Linked DNA regions of Sus scrofa: region 1 is linked to region 2. The links are chromatin contacts, called in public Hi-C maps. All regions are on one chromosome and are shown on one strand. The core of a region is the stretch at or near the end of the contact, and the rest is flanking DNA. Distances in the headings are between cores, read along the strand shown.

What was found. A called contact is a pair of places that touch in the nucleus more often than the background predicts.
Region 1: a contact with region 2 is called in a Hi-C map of liver, with 2.5 times the contacts expected there. The contact joins the enhancer-like site here to the promoter of LOC106507123 in region 2. A contact is called at or near these places in 4 of 47 Hi-C or Micro-C datasets (embryonic fibroblasts, heart right ventricle, liver and 1 more).

The regions. Positions count from the first base shown.
Region 1 is chr1:266,197,084-266,202,225 of Sscrofa11.1, forward strand. The region is part of intron 6 of MAPKAP1 (target of rapamycin complex 2 subunit MAPKAP1); the gene reads right to left. Among named protein-coding and RNA genes, the nearest start is that of MAPKAP1, 150 kb to the right of the region's middle. Within about 2 kb of position 3,683, at least 6 of the 83 cell types and tissues checked have an H3K27ac peak or open chromatin away from gene starts, as enhancers often do. A contact at or near this core is called in liver, where this site is marked.
Region 2 is chr1:266,071,495-266,076,414 of Sscrofa11.1, forward strand. It overlaps LOC106507123 (collagen alpha-2(I) chain-like), which reads left to right and starts at 3,193. Exons shown (of 4, transcript XM_021085471.1): 1 at 3,193-3,513; 2 at 3,576-3,788. The coding sequence starts at 3,193.

The DNA of each region.
Region 1 (5,142 bases), core at 2,433-4,932, 130 kb after region 2:
CAAGTCACTAGCCTGACATGTACATAGCAGCAGCTGACAGACTCCAACATAAGCTGAGGGGAGAACAGAGGAAATCCAAATGAGACATAGGAACTAAACATGGCCAAAGGGGGTGGATCATGAAACAAATCACATTAATGTCAGAAACGCAAGTCCTAAACTTTTAAGATAAAAGTTTAGTTGATAAAAGCAACTAAAGCAACAATCTGGTATAATTTTTGGATACCAAGGTAAGTTGATGGCTATCTAAAATACGTGCTTTTATTGTAGGAACAAAGCAATCCTGGCACAACTTCAACGGACAGACATTCCAGCGAGCAAAACATACATATTTAGCTTGTCTGACCTTTAAATTTTTAGAAGTATATAATTAATGCCTTCCATCTTTATTACTTGCTCCAATATTTCTGTCGCTTTAAACAGACACAAAGAAAAATCTTTTCTTTTCTCTAGACAGTAGCTGTTGCCAAAAAGGAAATCAAGTCAGATTTACAAATACGAAATTAAACAGGCTGCATATGTTACACTTCCATACACGAGGACAATCTGGACAATGATAATGTTTGCTAATACAACAGAATGAAAAGAAACAACACACAGTTGGTCCTCTATGACTCAAGCAAACAATAAATAACTAGGATAATTTACAGCCATACTGTCAGGCCTGGTTACAAAGAACACAGACATCTTTTTTTTACTCCTTGCCCTATTTTACTTCTGCCCCTTACCAAACTATACGACCTCGGGTGAATGACTCCCTGATTCCGATTCCCCAGCTTACATATTATAAAAAATGAGTTGCTTATAAAGAATAAATGAGATAATGGCTACCAGGGGTACCACACTGAGTGTCCAAAAATGCTCGTTTCCTCCCCCCTCTTCTCTCCAGACCATAAGGCAATATCACACAAGAATAGGTGAATCGTCAAACTAAGGAATGATACCCTTTCATAAAAGTCGGTCACTCGGGATGCACTGTAGAGCTCTCACTGGGAGGTATACCAAGACCCTTTTTCAAAATCCCTCATACAACAATGAACCTAGGGCATGGCTCCAAAAAAGGGAGCTCACCTTTCCCTTCACGCAGAGCCAAGAGAAGCCACAATAGTCTCTAGGCGCCCTCTGGGCCACATTGCCCGAAGCAGCCGGGCTTCTGGTGCAAGTCCCTCTACTGTCTACCCTTCCCCAAAGAGCAAAATCCTAAATGGGTTCTATCTGCTCTGCGGCTCTTGGTTAAAATGGTTCCTTTCCTATAGCCACCTGATACAGTATACATTTTAAGTAAGACACATACATAGGGGGGCGGTTTAAGCACTCTTAACTGACTTCTGATCTAGGAGGATTCTGTCTATTTGACTGATTTTGACTTTTCTTCCCTAAAAGCCCTCTTCCCCTGGCGCTTCACCCCCAGACTAGGATCCTAGTGTAAAATATTAATGTCAATACATGCAATGCACTGATGTCACCGCAGTTGCTTTATTTTTTAAGATTAAATTTATTTATTTGAACTAACCCCCCCACCCCTGCAAAATCAGTTTTCCCATTTCTCTCCACAGTTGTTTTTGTCACTGTCATTTTTGAACTCAATTTTGTTTCACAAATTCTGACTGATTTTGCCCACGCCGGGGGAGGGAGAGGATGGACAAAGCAAGTTCCTCTCCTGCCCCCTCCCAGACCTCATTCTCCCGGTCCTACTACATCTAAAGGCCCAGCAGACTTTTGCTTGGTCATTGCTGGCCAGGAGCACTTCTTCAGCTGAGATCCAGCTCTTAACGAGTATTAGCATGCCCCCTGCCCCAATACCTCTGTTCCGCTTCTTCCCTCCCATACTCCTGATATCCGAACAACTTAATGCTTAGGCTCAGAGTAGCTAGCAAGTCAGCAAGTTAGGGACTCCTGTTTAGATACACATTTGTTCTGTCCAAAATCAATCAACAACAATTGATATCTTAGAAATCCACTAGCTGATCTGGTAAAGGAGGCAGGTTCCATTAACAGGGCCTAATTTGCACTTTGTTAGGGGAAGGAGAATGGATTACTCTAATAGCAACTCTATTTCCAGGGGTTTCCTGGGGCCCAAGGGTCTGGGAAGGAGAGACCAGTCTAGCTCTGACTCAGTAAGAGCATCACAAGGCATCCAGGTCCACATTCTTTCCCACAGAATACTTAGCTAATTAGGGATTCATTTATGTTAACTAGCTCCTTCTTTTAAATGTAAATCATTATATGACATAATAAGTCATCACCTCTGCATGATGGAACAAAGGGAAATTCTGAAATATTCTTTTACATGAAGAAACATTTCTCTATAGTGGACATGCATTAATTGTATAATAAAAAAAAACCCAAAGGAGTTCCCTGGTGGCCTAGTGTTTAAGGACTCGGCATTGTCACTGCTGTGGCCTGGGTTTGATCCTTGGCCCCGGAACTTCTGCATGCTGTGGGTGTAGCCGAAAAAAAAAAAAAAAATAACCCAAAGAAAGGTTAAACCCCATACACACTTTAGTGTGAATTATTCAGACTGATAAATCTCTGACAAAAATAACAACTATGGGAGTTCCCGTCATGGCGCAGTGGTTAACGAATCTGACTAGGAACCATGAGGTTGTGGGTTCGATCCCTGGCCTTGCTCCGTGGGTTAAGGATCTGGCATTGCTGTGAGCTGTGGTGTAGGTGGCAGGTGCAGTTCGGATCCCGCGTTGCTGTGGCTCTGGCACAGGCCAGCGGCTACAGCTCCAATTCAACCCCTAGCCTGGGAACCACCATATGCCGTGGGAGCAGCCCAAGAAAATGGCAAAAAGACAAAAAAAAAAAAAAAAAAGAAAGAAAGAAAGAAAGAAAAGTGATGGGAGAAGTGTGCGCAAGACTTTTTATGGAACAGACTTGCTGATCCCTGAAGAATTCATGTCTGCAGTGTGCAAGTCACATCATGCATAGGTATCAATCAGGCAGAGAGCCCACCCATGTACAGACTCACTGACAACAGCAAAAAATGAGATGACCAATCATTCTGGTTCATTCAGAACTGAACAGATGCTCCTGAACTTGGGACTTTGAATTTTGAAACAGGCAAAGTTGTGGGCAAACTGGAATAAACTAGCAGAAATGTCCTTTACTTTTGCAAGAAAAAAACATTTACAATTTGGGGGTGGGAGTGTGTGTGCACTATAAATAAATTAGCTCATTAAAATAATGGACTAATACCTAAATATACATTCATTGTTTAAAATAACAAATTAATAATATGGTAATCTGATGTTTCATATGAAAATAAGAAAATTCAAATTGACAAGTAAAACATTTAACTCCCATTAACTCCAACATCATTGATGTAATTTCAGCGAAACATCATCTGTTGCATTAAAGTTGTTAATTTGTATTTTATTAATGTTATGGTTTTATTTGCATTTAATTTGTAATTGTATTTGGGTTGCATAAAGACATGGAATTTATAGCTAGAATTTTACATTTGTATATATTTAAGTAACATTATATTCAAACAGATTTGGGCAAACATTGAAGTTTTAGGAAAATTAATTTTCCTTTAAAAGAAGTCTATCCATTACTTATATTTAAGAACATTCCTCACCACAATTCCATTAAGTAGTGATTACCATCCTCACTGTACAGATGAGGAAACTGAAACTACAGCCATGGTGCAAGTCACTAGTAAAGCTGAACCTTGAACCCAGGTTAGCCTAAGTTCAAACTCTGTGCTGCCTCGTTTGGAGTAGGGAACAGCTGTATATTGGAGCTTCTGGGGTTTTTGTTTTTGTCTTTGTCTTTTCTAGAGCCGAACCTACGGCACATGGAGGTTCCCAGGCATAGAGGTCTAATTGGAGCTGCAGCTGCCAGCCTACGCCACAGCCACGGCAACGCCAGATCCGAGCCACGTCTGTGACCTATACCACAGCTCACGGCAACGCGGGATCCTTAACCCACTGAGCGAGGCCAGGGATCGAACCTGCATCTTCATGGATACTAGTCAGATTTGTTTTTGCTGAGTTACAACAGCAACTCCAGGAGCCTCTGGTTGAATGGAATGAGGGACTCTGAAAAACAGAAGGCAACCTGGGGCTTCATGGCATTCAGAAGACAGAAACAGGGCTGTAGAAGTGGTTAAGCAAGTTCAGAAAGCAAGGTGGGACAGAAAGCTTGGCCAAGGGTCCCCCAAGCAGCCCATAGACAGCATAAGCTTCGTTTATTCTTCCTTTTCAAGGAAGCCCTGTGCTAGATGCTAAGGATACAGAGACACAGGAGACTACTCTTCCTGTCTTCAAGGAGTTTATGTCTTGCTACTGGCTTGACGGCTGTCTGCCCCTAAGAGGGCTAATGGGAAAGTCTGCACATCTCCAATATGCGCCCCTGCCATGCTCAGCCAAAGTTATTCTGGTTCAGCCTTTACCCTGTTACTCTATTGACTTCATTACTATTATAGTAAGAGCTATGCTGGGGATTGTGGGCACTAATGATCCAGTTCTTGTCCTCAAAGCATTTTTATTAGTAACAACAATTGCAGCAAACACTTAGATAATGCTTATTTAGGCCAGGCACTGTTCTAAAGTGTTTTACACGTATTAACTCATTCAATCCTCACAACGGCTCTAGAGGTAGGTACTATTTATCATTACCATCATTTAACTGAACCATAGAAAAGTTACGTAATTAATCTGAGCTCTCACACCCACTAATAAGGGTAAGGTCAGAATCAGCACCCAAGCAGTCTGGCTCCAGAGGCCACCATGCTCCTGCCCATTACACTATAGCAGTAGCTGGACTTTGGCCTTAAGATAACAGGATTCACTTGAAGGACTAGTCCAATGCTAGATTCCCCTACCCACATCCCAACCACCAGCAGGGTGTTGGAAAGAGCATGGACTTTGAAGTCAGGCTTGGGGTCCAATCCAAGCCTGAGAGTAATATATCCCAGCCTCCCTTTTCACATCTCTAAAATGGTCATAATAAAACCTGGGCTATTTTCAGGTTAAATGAAATAATATATACATAGTTGGTCCTAGTAAATATTAACTCACTTCCCATTGTTAAACCTCGCTCCCTTTCCCTGGTGCAGTGTAGTGTCTAGTCAGCCACTCCCTGCCAGTTCTCCACTGGGAGAAAGGTGCAAGGAGAAGAGGGGAGAAA
Region 2 (4,920 bases), core at 1,943-4,442:
TGTCTCTGTGGAAGCAACGGTTTGATCAGCAGCCCAGCGCAGTGGGTTAAGGATCTGGCATTGCTGTAGCTGTGGCATAGACTGCAGCTGTGGCTTGGATCTAGTCCCTGGCCTGGGAACTTCCACATGCCGTGGGTGCAGCTTAAAAAAAAAGATTGGAGCTGGAGCGATGGCTGAACTTCCCTCACCCTTTTTACAGATAGAAACACTGAGTCCCAAAGCAGGGAGGGACTTGCCCAAGGTCCCACAGCGAGTTAGGAGCCCAGACCTCCAGCTTCCCCGCTGAGGCTGTTCGCACCAGTTCTGGCTGCATAGTAGGGGAGCAGCCAAGGGACTCAGGACAGGCTGGTGATGGGGACAAGGACATGGAGCTACCCATCCGCCCTCCCCTGCTCCAGCTCTAGAAGCCCCACTTCCAGGCAGCTCCCCAGGGGAGTTCCTGACTTGGAGCCAGGACGTCCAAGCCCTTGGAAACCAATTCTCTGATGGAACTGTCATGGGGTGAGCGCTGGGGTCTGGGCTAGGGGTCTGGGGGCAGGAGTAGGACTCCACTTGCAGATGCCCAGATCCAAAGTGACCCTCCCCCTTCTCCTCACCCCCCCGCCGCCTGCTCAGGTCCCTTCCTCATTCAATTCACTTCATCCTTCTGAGATTTATTCCCGGGCCTTGGAGCCTGGAAATAATTTGCTGACAAAGCCCCGTCCCCGGCAGGTGCTTTAATTGGTTTTGTGGGAGCAGGTCTGGGAGCATCTATTTAGAAGGAAATAGAAATTATGGTGGTGCTGCCCCTTCTTTCCCTGTACTGGGGACTGTGGCATGGATCTGTGTGTGTTTGGGGTGGGGGAGTGAGGCTCTGATCACAGGGGCTGCGGGTTCTTAGGTGTGGGGTGTCTGGGGCCATAGGGCAGTGAGAGTAGGGGCTGCAGGCGAGGCCCTTCCCCTGCCCTGGCCCAGCCTTGGAATCAGGGCAGGGGCGCTTCTCAGCCTCACAGAGTGGAGGGACTAAGGGGGCCCAGAGGCAAGGACACAGCCAGGCTTCGAGATCAGTACCTCGTTTCCATCCTTCCTTGAGGACGCCCTAATGCTGGCCAGGTGGGCCCCTTCTTAAACACGAATCAGGGAGTTCCCATTGTGGCTCAGCCGTAATGAACCCGACTAGTATCCATGACGATGTGAGTTTGATCCTTGGCCCCGCTCTGTGGGTTAAGGATCCGGCGTTGCCGTGAGCTGTGGTGTAAGTCGCAGACTCGGCTAGGATCCTGTACTGCTGTGGCTGTAGTGTAGGCTGGCAGCTAACAGCTCTGATGCGACCCCTAGCCTGGGAACTTCCATATGCCGCGAGTGCGGCCCTAAAAAGCAATAAATAAATAAATGAATGAATAAATCAATCAACACAAATCCCGTTTGTGACTCCTTGACTCAAAGCCCTTTCAGGTCTCCCCACTGAGCTCAGAATGAAGCCAGTTCCTCAGCTTAGCATTCAAGGTCCCTCTCAGTCTGTGTGCCTTCCAATGACCTCCGCCGCCACGGCAGTCTTTTCAACTGCTCCCTTCAGTGGTCTCTAGTCTCCCTGCCAGGCCCCTGTGCGTCCCATCTTATGCATCCCACCCCCTGTTAACCCTGCAACCGCCCATGTCTGAGGAGATCATCATTGCTCTCCTTTTATAGCTGAGGGAAGAGAGGCTCAGAAGGGTTAAGTCACCTGCCAGAAGTCACACAGCAGGGCTGGGACTCCAGCCCAGGCTTGTCAAGCGCCCAAGCCCATTCCCTTAACTACCAAGGTATAGAAGGGAACTAGCCGAGTTCCCTCAAGCTTCTAAGCCTGAAATATCCTGTCTACCTTCCACTGGCAAACTCCTATGCACCCTTTAAAGCCCACTTGATGTCACTTCCTTGGGAATCCTTCCTGACTGACCCCTCCCATGCCCAGTCTTTTCTTCCCCAAGCCCCAGCCGAGCCCTCATCTCAGCTCTGATTTCTAGGTGCCCTTGTCTGTGCCAGTATCTGTCTCCTCCACTTTATCCCTCCTCCCAGATGGAGAAGTCCAGCTGAACTGATCCTGCAGAGTGGGGACTGCAGGCCTGAAGCACAGCTGGCTCAGATCCTGAAACCTGAACTCTTTTCTTGCCTGGGGTATTGAGCAGTCTAGACCACAGCTGCTCTGTGTGATCCTGAGCAAGACCCTGTATCTCTGTGGACTCAGTTAGCCCGTCTGTAAAATGGGAGGGTCAGCCTGGCAGCATCTGACACTTGGGAACTCTGAGGACCAGGCTTGGGCTAGAGCCTTACACCATGTAACCAATGCGATTGTGACTTTTGGGATGTATGTGCGAGGGAGTGGCCACTCCCCAGGGCTTTCACACGGAAAGGCCAGTGCGGATGCCCAGCTCAGCCTGGATTCCACATGGTGGCTGTAGACCGGGCCAGCAGGAGCTCTGAAGTGAGTCTCAAGTTGGGGCTGGAACCTCAGCTCTGCCACTCACCTGCCTGAGAGCTCCGGCAAGCCTCCTGACCTGAGATTCAGGGTCTTGCTCAGGATCACACAGAGCAGCTGTGGTCTAGGCTGCTCAATACCCCAGGCAGGAAAAGAGTTCAGGTTCCAGGATCTGACCCAGCTGTGCTTCAGGCCTGCAGTCCCCACTCTGCAGGATCAGTTCAGCTGGACCTCTCCATCTGGGAGGAGGGATAAAGTGGAGGAGACAGATACTGGCACAGACAATGGCACCTAGAAATCAGAGCTGAGATGAGGGCTCTGAGGATTAGAGGAGAGGTGAACAGGGCCTCAAAACGCTTCTGGGTGCAAAAACCGTCAGGTGTGATGATCCCACTGGCACAGTAGGATGTGGTAGAGGGGTTCTAAAGCCTCTCATTCGACACAGACAACCAGGCTGACTCAAAGAGACCAGGTCAGAGCGAAGGGGTCTGCATGGGTCTTGGTTTCTGGAGCCCAAGGTGGGCAATGAGGCTGGGTCTCCGAGGGGCTTTTTCCTGGTGTGATGTTTCTAAGACTCCAGGGCAGTGTTAAATGGGTGGGAGCAGTTCCTGAGGACAGACGGTGCGGTGTGGGTGGGGGCTCAGAGGAGGGCTGGGGGCTGCAGCCTCATCGCTGATGTGGCTGGCGATGCCGGGAGGGAACCAGCATGCTCAGTGGCCTGGGAGGTGGCAGGCGGGGTTCAGGGGTCCCCCTTCTACATGCCCCGGAGTCAAGGTCCCGACTTGGTTTCCCTCCTTCCCGGCTGCGGGCCGAGCCTCGGTTTCCCCCTCCGTCAAATGAGGACGCAACCTCTGGTGGGGGCCGCGGGCAGGGCGGGCCTGGGAGGTCGCAGCCACGGGGCTCTGGCCGGGCTCCCGGGACCCGCGCGCGGTGGCACCTCCCGCCCTTTCCATCCGGCCGCTCCGGGAGGGGCGACGGGACCTAAAGGATGTCGCCGCGACAGTAGCCCCCACGCGCGCCCGGGAGAGGAGGAGACACCCACCTCGGCGCCCCTCGGCGCCCGGGCCGAAGCCCGCGCAGTGCGGACCGCAGGTGGCGCCACGAGGCCGCGGTTGGGCCTCCCTGGCGGCTCCCTGTCCAGCCGAGGGGCGGCGCGGAGCGGGAGGGCGCGGGCCTCTGGGCCCATCTCGGGCCGCGTGCCCGCACCGCCGCCGTCGGGCCGCCGGGCCACGGAGATCCTCGCGGGTGTTTGGGGCGCTTCGGTCGCACCCCGGCCGACAGAGGCCGAGGCCCGGATGGACGCGCGGGCAGCAGACCCTCCGACCCTCGGGCGGCCGGACCCGCTCCTCTCCCGGTACACAGTCCCTCCGCAGGGCCTCGGCGACGAAGGCTCCAGAAACGCCGGCCTCTGCCCCCCGGGCTTTCCCGCCGCGTGTACCCCGCTCTGCGTGACCGCGGAACTGGGTGTCACCTTGTGCGGGTCCACCGCGTGTGGCTGTGGCCCGGGCGGGGAACAGGCCCGTGACCGGGCTGTGAGCGAGTGCGCGGGGTTCCCTGCGGACGCTTCCTTTGTTTCCGCCCGTCCTCCCTGCGGGCCTGGTGGGGTGAGCAGCGGGGTGAGCAGCGGGTCCCAGGCCGAGGGTTGACAAGGGCTGGCCGATGAAGAGGGGGGGCGTCGCTTCCTCCCCCTCCCACCTCCAGATGCCGTGGCTCCTTCCCCGGGGGCAAGACTTGAATGGAGTAGGTCAGGAGCTCTGCTGGAAGGATGCAGAGCCTTGCGCGCGCGCGGGGGGGGGGGGGCGGGCAGGGGCGGGGGGGGGCGTAGTGTTATTGTCGGAATTTTTTTGGGTTTTGCTTTTTAGGGCTGCACCCCCGGCACATGGAACTTCCCAGGCTAGGGGTATCGGAGCTACAGCTGCCGGCCTATGCCACAGCCACAGCAACGTGCCATCCGAACTGCATCTGTGACCTACACCACACAGCTCACAGGCAACACCAGGTTCTTAAACCACTGAGAGAGAGGCCAGGGATTGAACCCACGTCCTTATGGGTACTAGTCCGGTTCCTTACTATGGAGCCATGAGGGGAACTCCCTGGAGAAACCTTTTGATCTCCAGGGCTTCCTTGACTCCAAGCCCCCCGCCTCCCCAGTGCTACCCCCCCCACCACTCCAAGCCTCACACAGCGATGCCCTGGGGCCGACTGGAAGGTTAGGAGTGGGATGGATTTGCCCCAAACCAGCAACAGGAGAGTTCCCGCTGTGGATCTGCAGATTAAGAACACGACTAGTATCCATGAGGATGTGAGTTCCATCTGCCGCCTAGCTCAGTGGGTTAAAGATCTGGCAACAGCTGCAGCTCAGTTCAACGCCAAGCCTGGGAACCTCCATATGCCGCAGGTGCGGCCCTAAAAAGAAAACAAAACAAAAAAACAAGAGAGGGCCTTGGACGTGGTGAGCCATCTCTGTCCTGAGGGGTTTTTTTTTT